Linked DNA regions of Drosophila melanogaster: region 2 is linked to region 1. The links are chromatin contacts, called in public Hi-C maps. All regions are on one chromosome and are shown on one strand. The core of a region is the stretch at or near the end of the contact, and the rest is flanking DNA. Distances in the headings are between cores, read along the strand shown. Region 1 holds the start of Abcd1 (ATP binding cassette subfamily D member 1). Region 2 holds the start of PMCA (plasma membrane calcium ATPase).

The links. A called contact is a pair of places that touch in the nucleus more often than the background predicts.
Region 2: a contact with region 1 is called in a Hi-C map of the Kc167 cell line, with 3 times the contacts expected there. The contact joins the promoter of PMCA here to the promoter of Abcd1 in region 1. A contact is called at or near these places in 51 of 107 Hi-C or Micro-C datasets (the Clone 8 cell line, the D17-c3 cell line, the Kc167 cell line and 20 more) and 2 of 6 datasets of contacts at active chromatin or transcription factors (both in the Kc167 cell line).

The regions. Positions count from the first base shown.
Region 1 is chr4:190,550-196,533 of dm6, reverse strand. It overlaps Abcd1 (ATP binding cassette subfamily D member 1), which reads left to right and starts at 2,705. Exons shown (of 10, transcript NM_166736.4): 1 at 2,705-2,989. It overlaps lncRNA:CR44441 (long non-coding RNA:CR44441), which reads right to left and starts at 1,802. Exons shown (of 1, transcript NR_123744.2): 1 at 634-1,802.
Region 2 is chr4:355,076-361,277 of dm6, reverse strand. PMCA (plasma membrane calcium ATPase) reads left to right here and starts at 2,621. Exons shown (of 18, transcript NM_001201587.2): 1 at 2,621-2,728; 2 at 5,797-5,968; 3 at 6,053-6,202. The coding sequence starts at 5,812. Hcf (Host cell factor) reads right to left here and starts at 1,340. Exons shown (of 13, transcript NM_205873.3): 1 at 1,298-1,340; 2 at 272-691. The coding sequence starts at 587.

The DNA.
Region 1 (5,984 bases), core at 1,456-3,955:
TTGTGTATGTTGGATTGAACCTGGTCGGACAATCATGTCATTTTTCTTTATTATTCATGGCTACGAATAAATAATTATACAAATCACACAATTATAACATACATACATATATAACAAGAGATAATGCTATAGTCGAGTTCCGCGACTATCAGATACCCAGCTTACTCAGCTAGTGGCAATGCGAACGTGAAATTTAATAATTTTCTGGTGTTTCTATAGATATTAGAGAATAATATGAGACAAAATTTTAATCAATTTTTTAAAAGTGCGTCCGTGACCCTTTAGGGCGTTTTATTGGTGAAAGGATAACCATGGCCACAGTGGTATATAGATAAAAATTAGCAAGACAAACAATAAAAATAAGAAAAATCTAAACATTTTCAAAAGTGTTAGACGTGGCATAATGGGCAAACTTACGCTGCGTCTATGTCTTTGGAATCTGTATGCTGAATCCCAACCTTATAGCTTTTATAGTTCCTGAGATCTCGACGTTCATACGGACAGACGGAAATGGCTAGATCGACTCGGTTATTGATCCTTATCAAGAATATATACATATACTTTACATGGTCTTAAACGCTTCCTTTTGCCCGTTACAAACTTTTCAACGAATGTAGTGTACATTTTTATTTTACGAGTAACGGGTATAAACACTGTTACTTGATATATAATTCTTTTGTAAACTAAATTTTTACTGTTAGTCGTAAAATAAATGTATATACTTGATTCCATTAAAAATATATAAGAGATATAAGTAAGCATTTCTAATAAAATAACAAATAATTTAAATTAAGAGCTAGTGAATTAATAAAAGCTGCGGCAGCAGAGGCCTTCCTCCTTGTTTACATCTAGATGGATAGAATAATCTTGTTAAGGTTACATTATAGCTGGTAGTACAGATTGACGATATAAATGTATTTAAGGATATTTAATATGTTTGTCGTTGCAGAACTGACTGATTGTCTGTTGGGTTTGGTCGAGGTAGTGCTTGTGTGTTATTAGTGTATGTCCCGAGTCTGATAAGATGATTTGTTGGATGTTTGAAACCAAGTTTTTTTCATCTTGGTTAGGTATTTCTTATTCAATAGTTGTAAGTGGTTGGCTTGTTGTATTCCAACTTGTCCTAGTATCCAAAGGAGTTTAAAATTGGTATTGAATTTTTGTAGTAGGTTGCGTGCGTGAGATATGTAGTGATCGCTGTTGTTTAGATTTTTAATAGCGGAAAGTGAGTCTGAACATATGCAGAATTTTCCTCTTTTATTTTTGTTGGTTTTTAGGGCCTATAAGGGCTAGAAGCTCTGCTGCGAAGACCGTTCGTTTGCTTTTCTGTAAAAAGTCTCCTGAAAAGTTGTGGGGTCGTGTTGCTTTCGTTGAACTTATTGAGTGTTGTGTCAATTTTGGAGAGATTGGTGTTCCAGGGAGGTAAGGACTGCGCGGGTATTTTTTGTTGTTTAAATGGTAGTTAATGGGCTTTGCTTTTTCTATTATTCGGTCTATTGCTGATTTGTATGGGGGACGTTTTGATGAGCGGTATGATTTTAATATTTTTTATGATTGGGGAGTTGTTAGCGTTGAATAAGGTTTTTGTGAGCTTTGTTATTATTAGGAAGTCCTGTCTATCTTCCAAAGCGCCAAGAGTGATAGATAGTCGAATGATTTATGTATAATATTGGCACTTATCCTAAAATGTTCACAAACTTTTGTTCAACCACTTTTTAAAGTCTTGGAAAAAACATTTTATCTTTGTGTGTTCGTATTAATATATATAGATATTACACGTTTTTTTTCATAAAATATCGATCATTGTCATAGCCCAGTTCCATTATCAAATGGTTTTTTAGCAGATGTGATAGTGAAAGTTCGTAATCGTTTGTACATTTGAGACACAGTTATATGCAACGTGCTGCCACAACTACTATGTATTATGTATAATACTATTTTTTACCTTTTATTTGTCTAAAATCTTCTTTTGTTCCTTACAGCACTTATTGTTTTAAATTATTTTCTATTTTGCGGAAACGAAAAATTATATTGTTTATGTATATACAAATTTTTGTTGTTAGTATTGCCAATATCAAAACTAACTTATTTAATATTATTAATAAATTTCATAGAATGCAAATATGAGTATATATTGCTGTTTTGCAATGAAAATTGCATTAAAATTGCGAGTGCGAGGCAGATATGCCAAACCAAAAAAGTAGCTGTTTAGGTTATTTAGGCGTTACTGTTATCGACATGTTAACTTCCAAATGAATAATTTAAACTTTTCCGGGGATCGATTTTGGTTCTGATGCTGAATGGAATATAGTAACTAGAAAAACTGAATCCTGGAATAAACGATATCTTTCCTTCTCATTATTCTCAAAGTTCTCGGTTGCTTTATTGACATTGGAGACAAAATCAACGGAAGTATTTTAGGATATGTAAATGTTAACTTTATATATTTTCAGTCATTTTTTTTGCTGTTCCAAATTGGTACAACAATACAAGAATGAAGGAAGCCATCCCTAAAAGTGTACTCACACTACAATTTGCAGGATACTTTTAAAAGGAACTTTTGTCCAATCTTTTTTAATTAAAAACAATTTTAAAGGGCCCACGTATTTTATTTCCACCGTTCCATAATTGTTACTAAGCATGTGACGCTATCTTTACGCACATAGCCACACATAAAATTTTGATTGGAAAAGTTTGAGACATTACTAAGTAAGTTACTTTTCTATTTGAAAATTAATCCAAACCTACGAAACCTGCCTTTTACAACTAATAACTCTATATATATATATATCTATTATTTTTGAAACCATCGAAAGCCATCGTAAAATGTTATTGATTATATGGACGATTAATGCCAAAATGTACGTGTTTGTATATGCGTATAAAAAAGTATGGTTATTTTTTTCAGTTTATTGACGTTTAATGTAACTGAAATGGCAAAGAACGCTTACAGCAATCCATACCTCACACATACTAACTGTGCACCTAGGTATGGCTATGTACATACTTTTACTGAAAACAACAAGCTTTAAGCTCTTGTGCAGTTCGGTCATAGCCTTAGATTCTTTCACTTGCCTGGCAGTATCCTTCGGGGACTGTCTATTCTAACAGTACAAATCGTTTATAAACATTGCCGTCAAGTAGTCATTCATAGTTTATTTTCCTGACGTATAAAATTTTCTAACAAAAAGTTGTGCAAGTAGTAGTAGCTATAAGTGTTTTTTTTTTTATTAATCTTTAGGAAAACTATAATGATTCACGAAATCAAACTGTGTATCGTACTTCAGTAAAAATCCAAACCTAGCAATCTAATATACATACATGCATATACATATTTATGTATATATAAAAATAATGTATGCTTATACATTCAACGAATATGTTTTCTAAAATTTAATTATCGCTGGAGTATTATTCACAGTAAACATTGAAATGTGAACAAAGGGTTTGAAATGTTATGTATAAATTAAAACCTACCTACGCTCGTAAGTTTTACTGCCAGTAAAACATCCGTTTATTAATAGCCGAGTCAATTTGCCCATGTCCGTCTGAAAGTATGAACGTCGAGATCTCAGGAAATATAAAAGCTAAAGGGTTCAGCATATAGATTCTAGAGACGCATGTTGCCACGCCCTAAAAACGCTCAAAGGACCAACATTTTTGAAAAATTTTTGTAAATTTTGTCATTAATTTATTATTCTTGTCAAATAACTTTTAACCTCTAACGCCCTAAGGCTGCCAAACCGGTCACGACCACACTTTTTAACATTTTTAATTGTTTTCTCATTTTATTCCACAATATCTCCAGAAAATTGATTAATTTTCCGTCCGCATGTACACTAGCTGAGAAACGGGTATCTGATATTCGGGGAAGTCGACTATAGCATTCTCTTTAGTTAAATTGTTACATTTGGGTAATACAATTTAGATTGAGATTTGTCCCGTGGTTTTCGTATTGCAAACATAAAGCATAAGACAAATCACATATGTATGTATGTACGTACATATTTATAGGTACAGGTTGTAGGTACAATTTGCCTGTATAAAAAGATTCGATGAATTTAATAAAAAGCCGATCTGTCCCCGGAGTTCTTTAATATCTGACAAACATTTCTGCGATATGTTATTCAATACTTACAAGTTTGCTATTAAACAGTTTATCTCTGAAAGACATAGAGCTGTTTGCCGTCAGCTGCTACAGTTGTCGAGTATCAATTATTTCTTAGTGCCCGACATTTTTAATGTTTTATTCATGTACATTGAAACATTTGTAATGTTTCATTTATGTACCTTTAGGTTATCAACTACCAAATTAGTTGTAAATCAAAAAAACTTAAAATAATAACAAGAAAAGCTTTAAAATTTTAAACTAAGCCCACTCTGTTCTCGACAGCTAAAAACATTTAGGGAAGAAGATAAATAAAAAAACAACTAACTCACTACCCATTACTATCTACATTCATACATCTATATAGCTTAAAGTGCAAAGTCTGTTAAATGCGTCTATCATATCAGGTCATCGGTCAGTAACAATAATTGGATCATCCATTAGCAATTCCCTTCTGAATTGCCGTAAGACTCGATCAATTTCGAATTAAATTATATACAAAATATTTAATATGGATTTCCAAGTGACTTTAAATCTTACATTTTATTCCGCGATAAAGAATATATGTAGTTTTTTATTATTATTTTTTTTATTTAGTTTTTTATTGTACAATTTGAGGAAATTTTTCTGGGAAACTGTACTTTTACCATAAAGCAGTTCTGTTACCCTCCGAAATAATATCAAGAGAGAATGCTATAGTCAAGTTCCCCGACCATCAGATACCCGTTACTTAGCTAGTGTGAATGCGAACGCGGAATATAATCATTTTTCTGTGATATCGATACATATGGGGGAAAAAAGTGAGAGAAAAATTAAAAAATTGTTCAGAAGTGTAAATATATACTTAAGATGGTCGGAAACGCTTCCTTCTGCCTTTTACATACTTTTCAATAAATCTAGTATACCCTTTTACTCTTTGAGTAACGGTTTTAACATAGCTGGAAGATAGAACTTTCAAAAATAAAAGAAGATAAAACACCTACTATCAAATCAAAGATCCTTTGGAAGGTCGTCTTTTCATAATTTTTGTCTTTTTTAGCCTATTACAAAAAATCTAACTTATAAACAACGCTTTATTCTGGGAAGGTGGCAGACCTTAACAGCCAAGTCCAAAAAGGTGTGTGGTAAGGCTAAAAATACATATCACTAGCAAATTCTTTTTGAAATCCCCCTATTTCCCTGCTGGTTTTTGTTGCACATATACCTAAGAAGGTATTATTTTGTGTATGTGTTATTTTATTGTTATATTCTTCTTTGAAATTAAAACAAGATAGAACGCTATAGTCGACTTCTCCGGTTATCAGCTAGCCCAAGTAAGACCGAAAATTTTCAACATTTTTAATTAGTATCGGTAGAAATTGGGAAAGAAAATTAATGTTAATCCAAAAAAATTAACTTATTTTTCAAAAGTGTGGGCGGTTTTTGAAGGTTGTATGGCGTTAGAGTGGACTTGTTAAAACGCTTTTTGGCAAATCGATAGAAATATACAAGACTAATAAAATTATGAAAAAATATCCAACAATTTTTCAAAAGCTTGGGCGTGGAAACGCTTCCATACATACTTATTAATACGTGGACTGCCGTCTGCAGTGGTATTGTCTAGAGAGTATGAATTTTTATGGAACGATCTCTTGTTTACAGTCAATAGAACGATAACGTAGTTTCAAAGTCCTCTTCCGCTAACTTATCATTATTCTTCGTACTGTACTTGGCAGTGTTGGTTTGAGTTAATCAGTAAATTATCAAAGGTGCTTTATTTTACATGTTCCGACTTATTCAAAGACATTATATCAAATTTATTGGCTTTTCTTTCTTTTTGTAGAGTTATTTCCGTTTTAGGTATTTTCATTTGCTCTTATCCTTCGATAAGAACTAG
Region 2 (6,202 bases), core at 1,372-3,871, 160 kb before region 1:
TATATTAAAATAATGTTTCAGAAATGTTATTACTTTTATATCATTTAATTTTTCTTAAATATGTTAATTTATTGAACATGTTTCACTTAATCATCATTATCACTTTAAAATTTGATAAACGGATGTTGTAATTCGAGTCGATCGAGCGAGTGCATCCTCACATCCTATTCTTAAAATGCATACTCTGTTGGTATACTATTTTGTTCAGAACTTCGGCTAACCGAATACGGTTATACATATGGCAAAACAGCACCAGGCCCAATATAGTTACCAGTATTATAAACGTGCAACTCGTCAACAATTCCTTCGTTTCCGCCGCCGAAGACGACCATTAGCTCTTTGATGTTTATCGCACGGTGTCCATGTCTCGGGCGGGGCTGCGGTCCGGTTGGGTTAAGAACTCGCTTCCATCGAAATCCGGTTAAGTTGCTGTCCAGCTGGTGCCCATCAGGGACATCCATATCCATAGAAATTCGATTAGCAAAACTGTGATTCTCGGCCTGAATAATATGCTCCGAATTGAGATCAGATGCCGATATTCGTTCTCCTGAAGAAAAGGCTGGATCCACAAAGTCTGAGCCTTCCATATTATGGCCAGCAATTTATTGTTTTGATAATATATATATATAACTTGATTATTGTAGACAGCTACAAATTAGGTTTGCATTTCCTTTCACGGTGCGTAGTCCATCTGGGAAATTAAAATTTAAATATATTATTACGATTTAAAGACACTTATTTAGTTCTTAGCTTCATAAATGCAAAACCTTTCAAAACAAAAACAAAGCATCCGACAAGATTTTAAAACCCACAACTATTACTTGTAGTTTAACTTCTGCGATCAAAGCACTGAATTTCCTCAAAATACAGTTTAAATCGAGTTTTTAAAGTTTGAATAAATATGTTTAAAAATGATTACCATATACTAAATATGAATGCATTAAAAACAGCTAGTACAAAGGTATGCTGATACTTAAAGGAGTATTTATATACCGAATGGCTTTGTGCTTATGTGTTTCCTTTAATTGTAAAATACTAAAAACCCAAAGGCATTCTCTATGTAATGCACAATTTATTTTGGCCTGGCAATGCTGGAACTAGACGCTTCCCTATAATGGATTAGGTCTACGCGCAAAAACTTTAACAAATCAGCCAATCAAATCTTGGAAAATAATTGATATTTGAGAGATATTTTATATGAAGTTCATATTTAAATGCTATACGACAATTTTCACTTTTAATGTTCAAAAAGACAAACACTATTAAGAATTATCAAAATTAAAAGCCGAACTGAGACCTCACACACGCAATTACTTATTAGAGGTGAACTTACAGAAGAAAAATATCGATACATAGATTGCTTAAGCTAAAATCTGAACATTGCCCACTTATTTGACCGCAAAAGCGGAAACAGTATATAAGCGTATTTTACAAAATTAGCATTCCACTATGTTTCCACTGCAGAAAAAATATTTGAAGATATTATTACTTTTTAATAGAAACTTAATAATTTTATAACAGCTCAACAGAAATGAGTTCATACGCAATGGAACACACAAATAATTTGAAGTCTAGAGAATTTTTCTTTTATAAATCTAGATAGGGATTGTTGTTACATAAGTTAAGTGAGGTTTAGTGTCGGAAATAATGTTTACTTTGACGATCATTTTCGAATTAATATTTGTGGTGCGAATATGAATCAAATCATATATAAATGATATACATACATATATGTATATACATACATATACATATATACAATAATTTCTGGACAGGTCGTTGTTTGTACTCTTCTAATTCAATCGATGCAAAGTGCAAAAGCGAAACAAGGACATGCTGGTTCTCAAAATTAATGGTCCGTAGGGTATTGAAAAGAATGAAAAAGGTTTTATACTTTTCAAGGAATTTTGTACACCCTATTACTCTACAAATAAAATATGTAGTTTTCAACGAGTTTTATGCATTATACATAATGTTTGGGTGTTTTAGAATAGAGAGTATAGAATGTTAAATGTATATATGTAAATGCTTTAACAATATTCCTATGGTATATGTAAACTCGTTCCGATTTCTTGGTTTCAGAAGTATGGACTTTATTAATAAATAATAAATTATGTATTGGCTTTTAACATGGTTTTGTTTTATGTGATAGTGCCAATCAATATATTTTTAACACAATTACATTTATATTTTCCGAGTGTAAAGAAACGTTTATGCTCTTATCTCATAAGAAGGTGATCGTCGCAGTACTAACGTAAGATAGGCAAGCAAAAGATAAGTTGATGCGACAATTCAGACAAACAGCTGGACAGCTATCTTTCAAATACTTCTCTTTAAATAACTGTGGCGCTGAGATTTTGCCGCAGTTCAGTGTAAACTTATATGTAGGCATAACCGATTTTCTAACATTTTAACTAAAAAGAAAAGTGAAGAGGTATTACGACGTAAGAGAGATATGCTACACGAACATTTGTGCTAGCGCGGCGTAATAAAATAATTTATTTTTACACTACATGTGAAAATACATCGATATTAGAATATTACAGTTTTGTGAAAACTAAGTGATTTCGATAGTAAAAGTTTGATATATCGATATATATTTCCCTGTGGAAAAATAAATACTGCTGAAAAGGAAGGCGTCACAGTGTCAGTACTTTATATTAAATATTTCGCTATATATTGTGGCGTTTAACTTGAGTCGTGTACAATTATTTCGCCTTCTAGTTGTGTACGTATTCCAAAAAAAATGCAGTTTTTAACAGTTAAACGAATGGGTACGCAAAGGAATGTAATGGGGCCAGGAAATGAACATGATATCATTTTATATTGTATGTTTTCCGAACATACGCTGTTCTCGAAATGAAATTAAAGCTGAAAGTTACTGATAGAGTAGCCCAGAATCAAATCCAAATGTGTACAATTTTCATTTGCTCGAAGGTTCATCATATTACTCCATGGTCAATATGGCCAACACCAATTCATATGTATGTATGTAGCTCTTGTCGTGACATGACGTAAGATTTCTGTTGGTGAAGAGAAGGTGGGGTGCACTTCCTTTGAACAAGTCTCGAATATTTCAATGAATTTGAATTGATTGGGTTTATAATACTTTTACCCTGAGTATGTTTATGTTTTTATTAGGAAATATAGAATCAACGGTATAGGATACATTTCCTGTGCACCTGTTCATTTACTGTGTGTTCATATCAAAAAATTCATGTGCACGTACTATGTGTGTACTATATATGTAAATTTAACATGTGCAAAAAATAGAGTGAGGCCCAGTTACCGACTAGCATGTAATTGTTGCAAAAATTTTGGCCAATGGCTCGAATATTTGTCAACTAGAACTAAAATAGATACATGTAAAATGACTTCCCTGACGTACATACATATGCGTGAATTTATTCTATTTATGGAAATCGTTCACACCTCATCAATATGAAAACTTTTAGTTTAGTACAATTGTGTAAATGAAAACAGTGTTTTTATACCCATTACTAGTAGAGTAAAAGGTATAATAGATTCGCTGAAAAGTACGTAACAGGCAGAAAAAAGCGTTTCCGACCATATAAAGTATATATATATATCCTTGATCAGGATCAATAGCCGAGTCGATCTATGAACGTATGAATCCAGATCTCAGGAACTATAAAAGATGTTTGAGATTCGGTATAAAGATTCTAAAGCCGCAGAGCAAGTTTGTTGACTCACTTTAATTTTTTCTCATTTTATTCCACACTATCTATCTATATGCCAAATTTTACGCTCGCATTTCCGCTAGCTGAGTATAGGATTCTGTCTTGTTTAATAAGTGAATCGGAAATTTAAAGAATTAATACAAATTGGATGTTAGGAACATCAAAATTGACTTGTTAGTTAATTTAAACTATTTATGTCTTTCCTTCTCGCAAGTTCTGTTCTATTACGTGATGATGAAATTTCCGAATCGATCAACTTGTTCCACTGAAGAACTCTGAAAACGCCGCAATCTTTTGAACCGAGTATCAGATTCAGAATTGAAAGCTTTCAATAAATTTCAATAAAATAAGATAACTTATGAAACAGGTATACGTTTATGTTCTTCGTAAATTTTGCATCGAATTTAAAATGTAATTTAAACTATCAGATGACCGTTACTCAGCTAGTCCAAGTGGAAATATCGGTAGAAATTGGGGAAATAAAATTTATTTTATTGCTCTAAGATGAGGACGGGATTAATTTGGGCGGTTTTTAGGGGTCAGAGTGGGCGTAGACAAAATGGTTTCGGCGTATCGATAGAAATAGCGAAAACAACTGATTTAGTCCAAAAATATTAAATCATTTCTCAAAGATAAAAATTTTTTTGGCAAATCGATTAAAATTTACAAGACCTAATAATAATATGAAATTTTAAAAAAGAGTTCGCGTGGCAGTTTTGGGTTTGTGGGCGTTAGAGTGGTCGTGCCAACATCGGTCAACAAACTTGTGTTGCGTATATGCCTCTCACAACCTTCTAGCTTTTAAAGTTTCTGAGAACAGACAGACGGGCATGGTCAGTTCGACTCTGCTACTAATCCTGATCAAAGAATATATACTTTATATGTTTGGAAACGCCTTTTGCCTGTTACATACTGTTCAACGAGAAACGGGTGTAAAAAGCTTGACTGTGTAGTCGAGATTGACTACTCAGTCAAACCATTGTGTAACTTTCTTGCTAGAATATGATATATAAATATGAATCATAAATAAAAAAATTTCTTAGGATATCTTTGTGAACTCAACTATGCCAAAGACACTAGAATATTTGACTATGCTATGCTAAAGTTTTTACATAATTCGGTCAAAATTGATTTTTAATAGTATTATGCCATTGTCTTAATCAGATTGGAAGCTTATCGTTGACAAAAATAAGATTATTTAATAACAATTTCCTGGAAAGAAACGAATCGGATCGATCTACTTTTAGCTAGATATTTATTGCATTATCTTGAACACGGCAATGCGTCACACACGTTCCTTTTTTGTATGACAACAGCTTACTAACAAGTAAATCTATTGTTTTTATAAATGATCAATAACTAAGTGCCATTTTAGCACTAAGAATTACACGTTGAAAATTGTCATGTTGTCTGGCTTCTAAAATAAGTCAATTTGAATAGAGATTTCTTAATTATATTAGTGTATGCGCAGCTCTCAGAAACTGCTCACAAAAATTGCATGGCACACTTTTATATATAGACAACTGATCCGCATTTCCCAAAAACCGCGAAGTTCGTTCAAATTGTTACGTACATATATACAGTTACGGTTTGAAAGAAATTATATGGTCAACGGATCCATTGTCAGTAGATACAAAAATAACTTTCAATTTAGTACGCAATTTAAGACTAGTGCGATTTATATATTGTATGTTGACAAACAAATTCACTAAAGCAAAGAATCCGTGAAATGAGACCACAGTTATATTTTCTTTTGCCTTCGTGTTCTACTAAATCCACATTATTTTCATTACCTTTTATCACACATAAAAATTTGGCGCCTACCGCGATCGTCGGTGTCTCGGCAGAGCGTTTTACCGTTTGTCTTGGTTATCTAGCGGTGTAGTGCTCTCGACTTTTTAATAAATTCAAATTTCAGATACTCGAAAGCAAAAAATATATACATACATAAATGGTCCATTTGCATATCTTCCTATTACTCCCTTGCGCGTTAACTAGAGAAAATATTCGTTGGGAAGTACTTTTAAAAATAAAGAAATTATCTGCGCTATCTAGATGTTAGGCTTCTGTTGAATTTATACATTTTTAAATACAGATAAGACCATAACAAATGGCCACTATAGATGGAAGACCGGCGCAATATGGAATTTCACTTAAACAACTGCGCGAGCTCATGGAGCATCGTGGTCGTGAGGGTGTAATGAAGATAGCTGAAAATGGTGGCATTCACGAACTATGTAAAAAGTTATACACATCTCCCAATGAAGGTAAGTTTTTCTCTATTTACAATATTAATGTATTTAATTTATATTGAGTTTACTTTTACAATACTTTAATTGAATTACCATAAGGCCTAAGTGGATCGAAAGCTGACGAAGAGCATAGACGTGAAACATTCGGTTCCAATGTTATACCACCGAAGCCACCAAAGACCTTTTTGACTCTAGTCTGGGAGGCTCTTCAAGATGTGACCCTTATTATATTAGAGGTAGCTGCATTAG